Linked DNA regions of Ovis aries: region 1 is linked to region 2. The links are chromatin contacts, called in public Hi-C maps. All regions are on one chromosome and are shown on one strand. Each heading gives the region's core, a stretch centred on a gene start, on an enhancer-like site or on the middle of the called end of the contact. The rest is flanking DNA. Distances are from core to core; before and after follow the strand shown.

What was found. Hi-C and Micro-C count contacts between places; a contact is called where the count stands out from the background.
Region 1: a Hi-C map of hypothalamus shows a contact between it and region 2, with 2.1 times the contacts expected there. The contact joins the enhancer-like site here to the promoter of KMT2E in region 2. A contact is called at or near these places in 2 of 16 Hi-C or Micro-C datasets (blood and hypothalamus).

The regions. Positions count from the first base shown.
Region 1 is chr4:47,801,543-47,805,416 of ARS-UI_Ramb_v3.0, forward strand. It overlaps SRPK2 (SRSF protein kinase 2), which reads right to left. Exons shown (of 17, transcript XM_060414671.1): 17 at 1-671. The coding sequence ends at 487. Among named protein-coding and RNA genes, the nearest start is that of KMT2E, 98 kb to the left of the region's middle. Within about 2 kb of position 1,754, at least 4 of the 54 cell types and tissues checked have an H3K27ac peak or open chromatin away from gene starts, as enhancers often do. A contact at or near this core is called in hypothalamus, where this site is marked.
Region 2 is chr4:47,702,593-47,706,606 of ARS-UI_Ramb_v3.0, forward strand. KMT2E (lysine methyltransferase 2E (inactive)) reads left to right here and starts at 2,455. Exons shown (of 25, transcript XM_060414670.1): 1 at 2,455-2,786. LOC114114509 reads right to left here and starts at 2,332. Exons shown (of 7, transcript XR_009600398.1): 1 at 2,203-2,332; 2 at 1,766-1,986.

The DNA of each region.
Region 1 (3,874 bases), core at 504-3,003, 98 kb after region 2:
ATTTACATACACTATAATACAGGAATGATGTCCCTTTGCCAGAAGATCAAATTGTACATTTCCTTGCTATTTCTTGGTTCCAACTTGATAATTTCTTAAGATTGTAAATTATATAGTACTCAGCTAAAATATTTCTTCATAAATAGTTACAAAACCTGCCAAAACACAAGGAGGAAAGTATTTTTCGTTCAAAAAAAAAATGACATTTGAATGTCACACAACACAAGAAACAATGCTTAGAGACATGTTATTGTTTTCAGAAGAAAAGTGGGTCAGTAAACTACTAAGCTGAAGACAAAAGACTGCCCTTCCCCAGGATCACAGTGCACAAGAAGCAAAACGTCAAATGACAGTACCTCAAAGCAAAATAAAGGTCTGAGGATGAAGCCAGCTCACTTGTAATCCTGTTAAGAATGAGAGTCCCCCTTTAGGGCCAAATGCGCTGGACAACGTGTGCCAGCTCAGAATGGGCGAGTGCAGAATCTGCTAAGAATTCAACCAAGGATGCCGAAGGCATTCGCCTGCTGAAGCTCGTTTTTCTGGAACCATTTCTAGCATCGGGATCAGGAAATCTGTAAACTGTGCAGCATCTTCATGGGGCCAGCCATACTTTTCCACAAGTACATCAAAGAGGCTCCAGGGCTTCAGTTTGGTGATGTGCCGCAGTTCTCCTACAGGGAAGAACAGGCAATGTCAAGAAAGCTTCTAAAGCGCATTTCCCATTGCTGGTCCAGCTGAGTTCTTCACAATCAAGCAGATACTTACCTTTGCAACACTACACGACAATAAAGGCCAGCTTCCCCACTAAGGAAGCCTGGTCAATGTAAACAGGGGTTCATTTAAAAGGGAAAAATTCATCTGTATCAGTTCCAGGTTTCTTTCAATAAGCGGAGCATGCTGAGGACACTCAGAATATTTTCATTTGCTAGGATGGATCCAGGTACTCTTCAACTTGGGACTCTGCAATTTGCTTACTTGCTTAGAAAAAGCTTTAAGATACATGCTATTTTGAACTCCTTAAAATAGACTGCTTTTTTTCTGTAGGTTACCATGAAAAGAAAGGGTAATCTTTCCATCTGGAAGAGCGCTAATGAAGAGAACTTTGGGTGATGATAGAGATGTATCAGCACTTTATCTCTGCTGTCCAATATGGTCGCTGCCAGCTCAACACAGCTACTGAGCACTCGGGATGGAGCTGGTGACTAAGGAACAGAGGCTTAATATTTAAATAGCTACAAGTAGCCACTGGACAGCACAACTCTAGAGTCCACCCAAATCAAAATCCCACTGATCTCCACAAATCTGTTCTAAAATCTATCAGACATCAATTTATAAAAAGCCTTAAGTTATCCTTTTCAAAATGTTCTAACTGCAGTATGAAAAGTGCCAGTCAAAAAAAAAAAAAAAGAAAAGTGCCAGTCATGAACAGCCCTCTTCATGTCAGACAGAGTGACTGACATGCTAGTAAATGGTCTGGGAACTGTAATAGCCTTTTTCATAATAGGAAAAAAAGTCATTCTAAGTAAAAAGGACAGGATGACTGTCATGAAGAATAACTCATTTTCCCTGCTGCAAATGTTCACAGGAGGTCCCACAGGACCTGCACACCGCGAGGCCACCTCCACGCCCTGGGGCCCAGGCTGCTGACAGGCCCCTCGCACACGGGCTGGGCCAGTTGCTCCCTCCAGGGATGCCCGCTGTGGCCTGGACAGAGCAGACGGCTAGCACACAACATGTGCCCACAGAGGGTTGGGCCTGTGCTCACAAAGGTCTTCTCAGGAGGCCTGGTCTGTGACTCAGAGTAGATGCACACCCCTCCTCTTTCTTTAATCACAGAGATGGTAAAAGACTATCCCAAAAGACAGTATCACAATGTAAAAAAACAAAAGGAAAAACCACTTGTAATTACCCCATAACGACTGCCTTTTGGCCGAGATGCTTTCATTCTTATGAACTGGTCTGTCTACAGGGTTGTCATGATGTGCACACAGTTCTGAACAAAGAAATCACAAGACTGTCTCTCTGGGAAAGGGAGAGGGTTTAGGTCAGTTCCTGACTCCCACATGAGGACAGGGACAGAGCCAAGCATGGAGACCAAGCGGCAGCCGCCTGCCACCTGAGAGGAGCAACAGACAGTCTCTGCACGCGTAAGTGGGAGCAACCAATGAATGTCCACCCCTTTACCCAGGAACTCCTGCTGTAGGAATCCTACCTAGGGAAATAAACCCTGACCCCCAAATATGCTCACTGCAGAATTATATTACATACTCACAAAACTATAAGTGTTCAGTCTTCAGAGAATTGTGGTCAAAAACACAGCCAGACCCCGTACATATACTTGATGAATATTATTTAATATTACTCAGTAACATGGTGTAAATTGTATGGCCACATGTTAAGTAGTAACAAAAGTCAACTACATTAGGGACTTTCCTGGCGGTTTGGAAGTTAAGACTCCACATTCCCAGCGCAGGGGGCATGGGTTCAAACCCTGATTGGGGAACTAAGGTCTGTATGCTGCCTGGCAGGGCCAAAAAACCAAAACTATGTTCTACAAATGATCCCAAGAGTAATTTTCAAAGAGCCATAAAGATGGAAAGCAGGCGCCCCCAGACCTCAGCTCTGCTCAAGGCCGCTCCTTCCTCTTTCCGCGTCCTCTCTAATGCAGCTCCGCTGATTCTGTAGTGACTGCTGACGTCACCAGGACAACGTTAGAGCAAACTATGGAAGCACACACACCACATGGCAAAACCAGCTCCATGGGGGACATTCTTCTGTACTTAGTGGAATAAGCACTCTCCAGGTTTGCAAATAAGAGCAACTGCTGAGCACGAGCTGCTCAGAACTGGAAATCTACTCCTGAGGATGCCGTTCTCAGACTAAGCTCCATGAACAGGCATCCAAGTACACACAATCTTCCATGAAAGGAGAGCTGCTTCACCATGAGAGACGCCTTAAAATCTGCATAGTAACAGGAAAACCATACAAGGCGGGAAAGCTATACTATAAACTGATAAAGATGATTCCAAAAGAAATTCTAGAATATCTGGCATACTTCTGGCCAGGTAAACCCACACAGAAAACTGAATGAACAAAGATACTGAATACACAGCAATATTGCAATAATAAAATAGTGTGTTGCCTCTAAAATGAACAAATATGTGGATTATGAAGGTAGGTGGGAAAACTCTACAACGCCAAGAAACACAGGTAATGCACTCACCTCACCCTGTCATCGTATGTACAGCTTGTGTTCAACTGCATAAGCAGCAGCAGCGCTATCTTATAAACAGTTGATAGAAGTTACTTAAAAACAAACCCTAAGCTCCCAAACTCACACAAATTCATACATGCAGTGGCCTTCCTGGTGGCTCAGGGGTAAGGAATCCACCTGCAATTCAGGAGACCCAGGAGACACGGGTTCAATCCCAGGGTCAGGAAGATCCCCTGGAGAAGGATATGGCAACCAACTCCAGGATTCTTGTCTGGGACATCCCACAGACAGAGGAGGATGATGGGCTGCAGTCCATAGGACCGCAAAGAGTCAGACACGACAGAGCAACACACATTCCTAGAACTGCCAAGAAAAGGCTCCTTTGATAAGTGAGGGCCTCAAGTCCACTCATCAGCTCCAGTCTGACTCGTAACACTTAAGAAACACAGCCACCCCATTCCCACCATGTATAATACAAAACAAAAATAAAACCATCAGATACTAAAACATTAAAAAAATTTTTTTTTACTATCTGTCCTATTGTACAAATAGCTTTTACACCTTGGCAATTTTTTCCCTTAGGAAAATATATCAAGATATGTTTTGCTGAAACAAATTGTGCCAATACCAAAACACTTGACTGTGACAGTCTTTACTTCT
Region 2 (4,014 bases), core at 1,205-3,704:
AAGCCCTTTTTCTTCTCTAGTTCAATTAATGGCTGCTACACTACTTTGGCAAGCGGGAATAATAAAAAAATAAAATTAGACTTCCCTACTTAACCTGCCAATATTGACCATAAGAACTTCTGAGCTGCTGGAAATGTTCACCTAGCAAAGTTTCAAATACTAAAATTAAAATTCATACTTATACAAAAGTGATTTAAAGAGCCAAGTTTTAATATTTCATGATACAGGAATCTTCTTGAATAATATTTACCAAAAATGATTACAATTTCATTTTTATTTTTAAAAACCACAGTTAAGAGGAAAAACAACAGAAGACCAAGAATACTGAAAACACCCTTACAACTTCATGTATATTACAATACTAGCAGTTTTTATTCTGTATTACTAATCACGTCTAAATTTCAAAAAAATTGATAGGATTTCACATTCTTATAGGATATACAAACAGGGAGAAAACGGGAAGAAAGTACAGATTGAAGCAACAAGTTTGAAAAGGGCCCTCAAACTTCAGATGGTATACTCCTTGATTTCTTTTTAACTTTCAGGAAATTATAAGTGCTCCTGGGTATTTATCATCACACTTTTCACACTTGATTCCAAACTTAAGATTATTTTGCTATTCGAATCTGAAAAACTTAAGTTTTCTCAGAAATTAATCGATATTCCTCGGCGCTGTGGCCCAGAAGCTAGACTCTACTCAGTCCAGTGGCCTTTCCTGACTCGTGGCTGATTCCAGCTCCCACATTAGGGACCAGCCACTTTACGTAAGTATACTTCGAAGGAGAAAGGCAGATAAGAAAATAGGGCGACAAGTCTTTCCCTTCACCAACAGCCGTCACATCCCCATCAGGACCGTCCCTCGGGGGGCTTCCCCAACGAGCCGCAGCTGTTAAGCAGTATGGGGGAGGGGAAGAGCCCTCAGTCAACTCTTCCTCTTCAGGCCGCCGACGCCGACCGCACCACAGACTACTCCGCCCCAGCCCTTTCCCCTCCCCCGCCCCCGCCTGGGTCTGAGCCAAACCCCACAGGAATGCAGCCCAGTCACATGCGCTGCGGCGACGGTGGACGTGCCTCTCCCCCCGCGCCCCAAGGAGACCCAGCGCCATCTTGCCCTGACGCAGTTCCTAAAGTCACGGGAGAATTTGTTTTCTCGTCCGCGCCAGCGCCCCAAAGTTTCGCAGAGGCCGAGCCGGGGCCCTCACCTCGCGCAGGGACAGGAGAAAATAGTCAAGGAAGAACCTTTAGATTCCCCTCGCCACAGCTTGTGTTCCGAATCGGGCGCGGCAGCAACGAACACCATCGTCACTTCTCCCTCTCGGCCTTTGCAACAGCCTCCCCCGGCGGCTCTGGCCCCACCCGCTGCTGCAGCATGAGGTCACTGCTAGCCAATCAGGACGCGCTCGACAGAACACATCAGACACTGATTGGCTGCGTGGACCACCTCTGCCTCTCCCCACCCCGCTTACCGAGCGCTCCGGGTCGCTGTGGAGCAAGAAGACGGAAACCGCCATTTCGGGGAAAGACCCCGAAAACAAGAACCGCAATCACCGTGTCATTTTGCTGGGGAAACCCTTTATTTTTTGGCCTTCCCTTTTGTTCTTAGATAAGCGTCTGTCTGACCCTCCCCCGTTTAGTCAACTGCCATCTAAAAGAATTCCCGATCCCCTCCCCGCACGTTATCCCGCGGCGGGGAAATCGTTCCCCCGGGCCAAAGAAGTAGGAGGTAGCGACGGCAACTGCACCGACGGCAACGACAGCTTTTTACCCCGATACACGGTGGCAGGGAGGCGGCGCTGACGGTGGCTGTATTTTTCCAGCTGCTTCTCCCCCCGACCTCTTCCGTTTCTCGCTCCTCCATCGAGACGGCGCTGGACTCAACAGCTCCGCTTTTATCCGGTGCTCGGAGCCTGCGCACTGAAGCCGCCTCAGCCCCTAGTGGGCGTCGAGTGACACCCTAACCGAGTTCACCCCGCTCCGGAGGCCAGACTGGGGGAGGGGGGGGGAGGAAAGAGTAGGACAGAGGTGGTTTGGGGAGTGGGAGAAAGTGCTTGCGGGGAGAGGGGGGGGTCTTTCCAAGGCCTACAATCATTATCTTTCCACCCAGTAGTGTCGCGCCCAAGCTTACCGATATCCAGACTTAAGGACTACTCAGGGAAAGGGGATAAAAAACCAATCCCATCAAATACCGAAACTTTCCCAAACCTTCGGTGAATTGTTGAATGCATCTGTTGTGAAATAGACGGAGATTCTGTTGACCGCTCTGCTTCCAGTTGGCTGTCTTCGAGCCTCCGTGGAGAGGCAACGGCGGGCGGCAGCCCATAAGCAAAATGGCGGCGGGCAGCTTCGTCCCCTCCCCCTCTGCCCCTGCGGAGCGGGGCGGGCGGGCCCCGTGCACTTGCCGCCGCCGCGGCCGCCGCCGCCGCCGCGGCCGCCGCCGTCAGCCGCCATTTTCCCAGAGCGAGAGGCAGTGACACTGAGCGGGCGCAGGGGGCTGAGTCGGAGACGGTACCTGAGTTCGGGAGCGGCAAATAGAGGGGGCATAGACACTCTAAGCAGCCTCGCCGTAGCCTCTGCGTTCCTGTTGACTGTCTCTGTGCCCCCTCCCCTACTCCTCGGTTGCTGGCGAAGAGGCTGAGCGCTGCTGTTTGGGGAGGGGGTGTGTGGAGCCGGGTCCTGTGTCTGCAGTGGCTGCTGTCGGGGGATCGTCTGACCGCGGAGGTGTGGAGAGACTCCTTGGGGGTCGAGCAAATAACGGGGTTCGGGTGTCTGGTGTGTGAACATCACAGGTCAGTGCCTGTCGTCTCCTTGGGAGTTCCTGGGGTTTGCGGGGTGGAGGGACGTGTGTTTCCAGGGGGAGGGGGCTTTCTCATCTTTATCCTTACGGTGTGGGGGAGTCGACGTTGACTCAGGTGTCTTGGCGGGGGCTAGACATTGCTTGTTTGATTCGAATATATCCTTTTTCCTCCTTGTCCCTAGGAAGGGAGCATTATGGCGGGTTTTAGGGTTGGGGAAGGGGAAACTGGCAGTTAAACCCCCTTGAGAGTGGGAGTTAGGGAGGGGGCGCACTCGTCGCCGGCAGCGGGTTAGAGCCGCTTGGGGTAAGGAGGTAGGTTTGTGACTGTTAGTAGGGTTTGTGTCGAAGTGGTCCCAGGAGCTGCCAGCTCTCTCCCTTTCCTCTACCGCATCTTGTTCAGGTGCTGGGAACCCGTATAGGCCCCATTTTCTAATGCTGCTTCCATTTGTCGCCTGGCAGTCTCTGGCTCAATTTTCTCGTAAATACGAAGGGGGTGGAAAGAACGCCTTGGGTATATCCCTTTGTGGGAGAACGAGTCAGCTCCTCATCCTCTCCGAGAGAGGGTAAACCCGCCCCTGAGGTGGTCACCCCAGCACCCAGCCGTCTCAGTCTGCCCCCCGCCCCCTCCCCGCTTGCATTATCGTCGCCTTTTACTGTAGCGGAGGCTTAGAAGCCACAATATGGCACATTTCAGGAAAGCTGATTTTGACCAAGGGATTGGCACAAACACTGTGGCAGCAGACACAGAAGAGAAACAAACGGTTCACTGTGCTAAACAGGGGAGGAGGAGAGAGCAAACAATCCGGAGGGCTCTCTTCCATCGGCCTTAGCTCCTTAGAGATGCACTCTTGCTGGACTGTGTTTTACGAATGATACAGTTTAAAGTCAAGGGGGAATCGCTAGAGTTAGCTTTAGAGTGAGCCCCGTTTTGCCCGTGTCCCCTCACCTTTTAGAGATGTGAATAACATAAGGTGTTAGGAGTTCTGGAGACCTTGGAGAGAATTAAGTGAGGTGCATTCAGCTCTAGGCTGGAGACATCAATACCTAATTGGAAAAGAGTCAGTTTTTTCCTTTAATCTCCTAGATGGCCAGTAAAAAGTGAAATTTCCCTCTTTTGTCCTTTACAGATTCTAAAAATGGCGGCCCCAGGCTGATGTTGTGGTAATCTAATCAGCTCGGGTCCTCCACACCCCTTGCAGTGCGTTTGTCTGCAGCATATT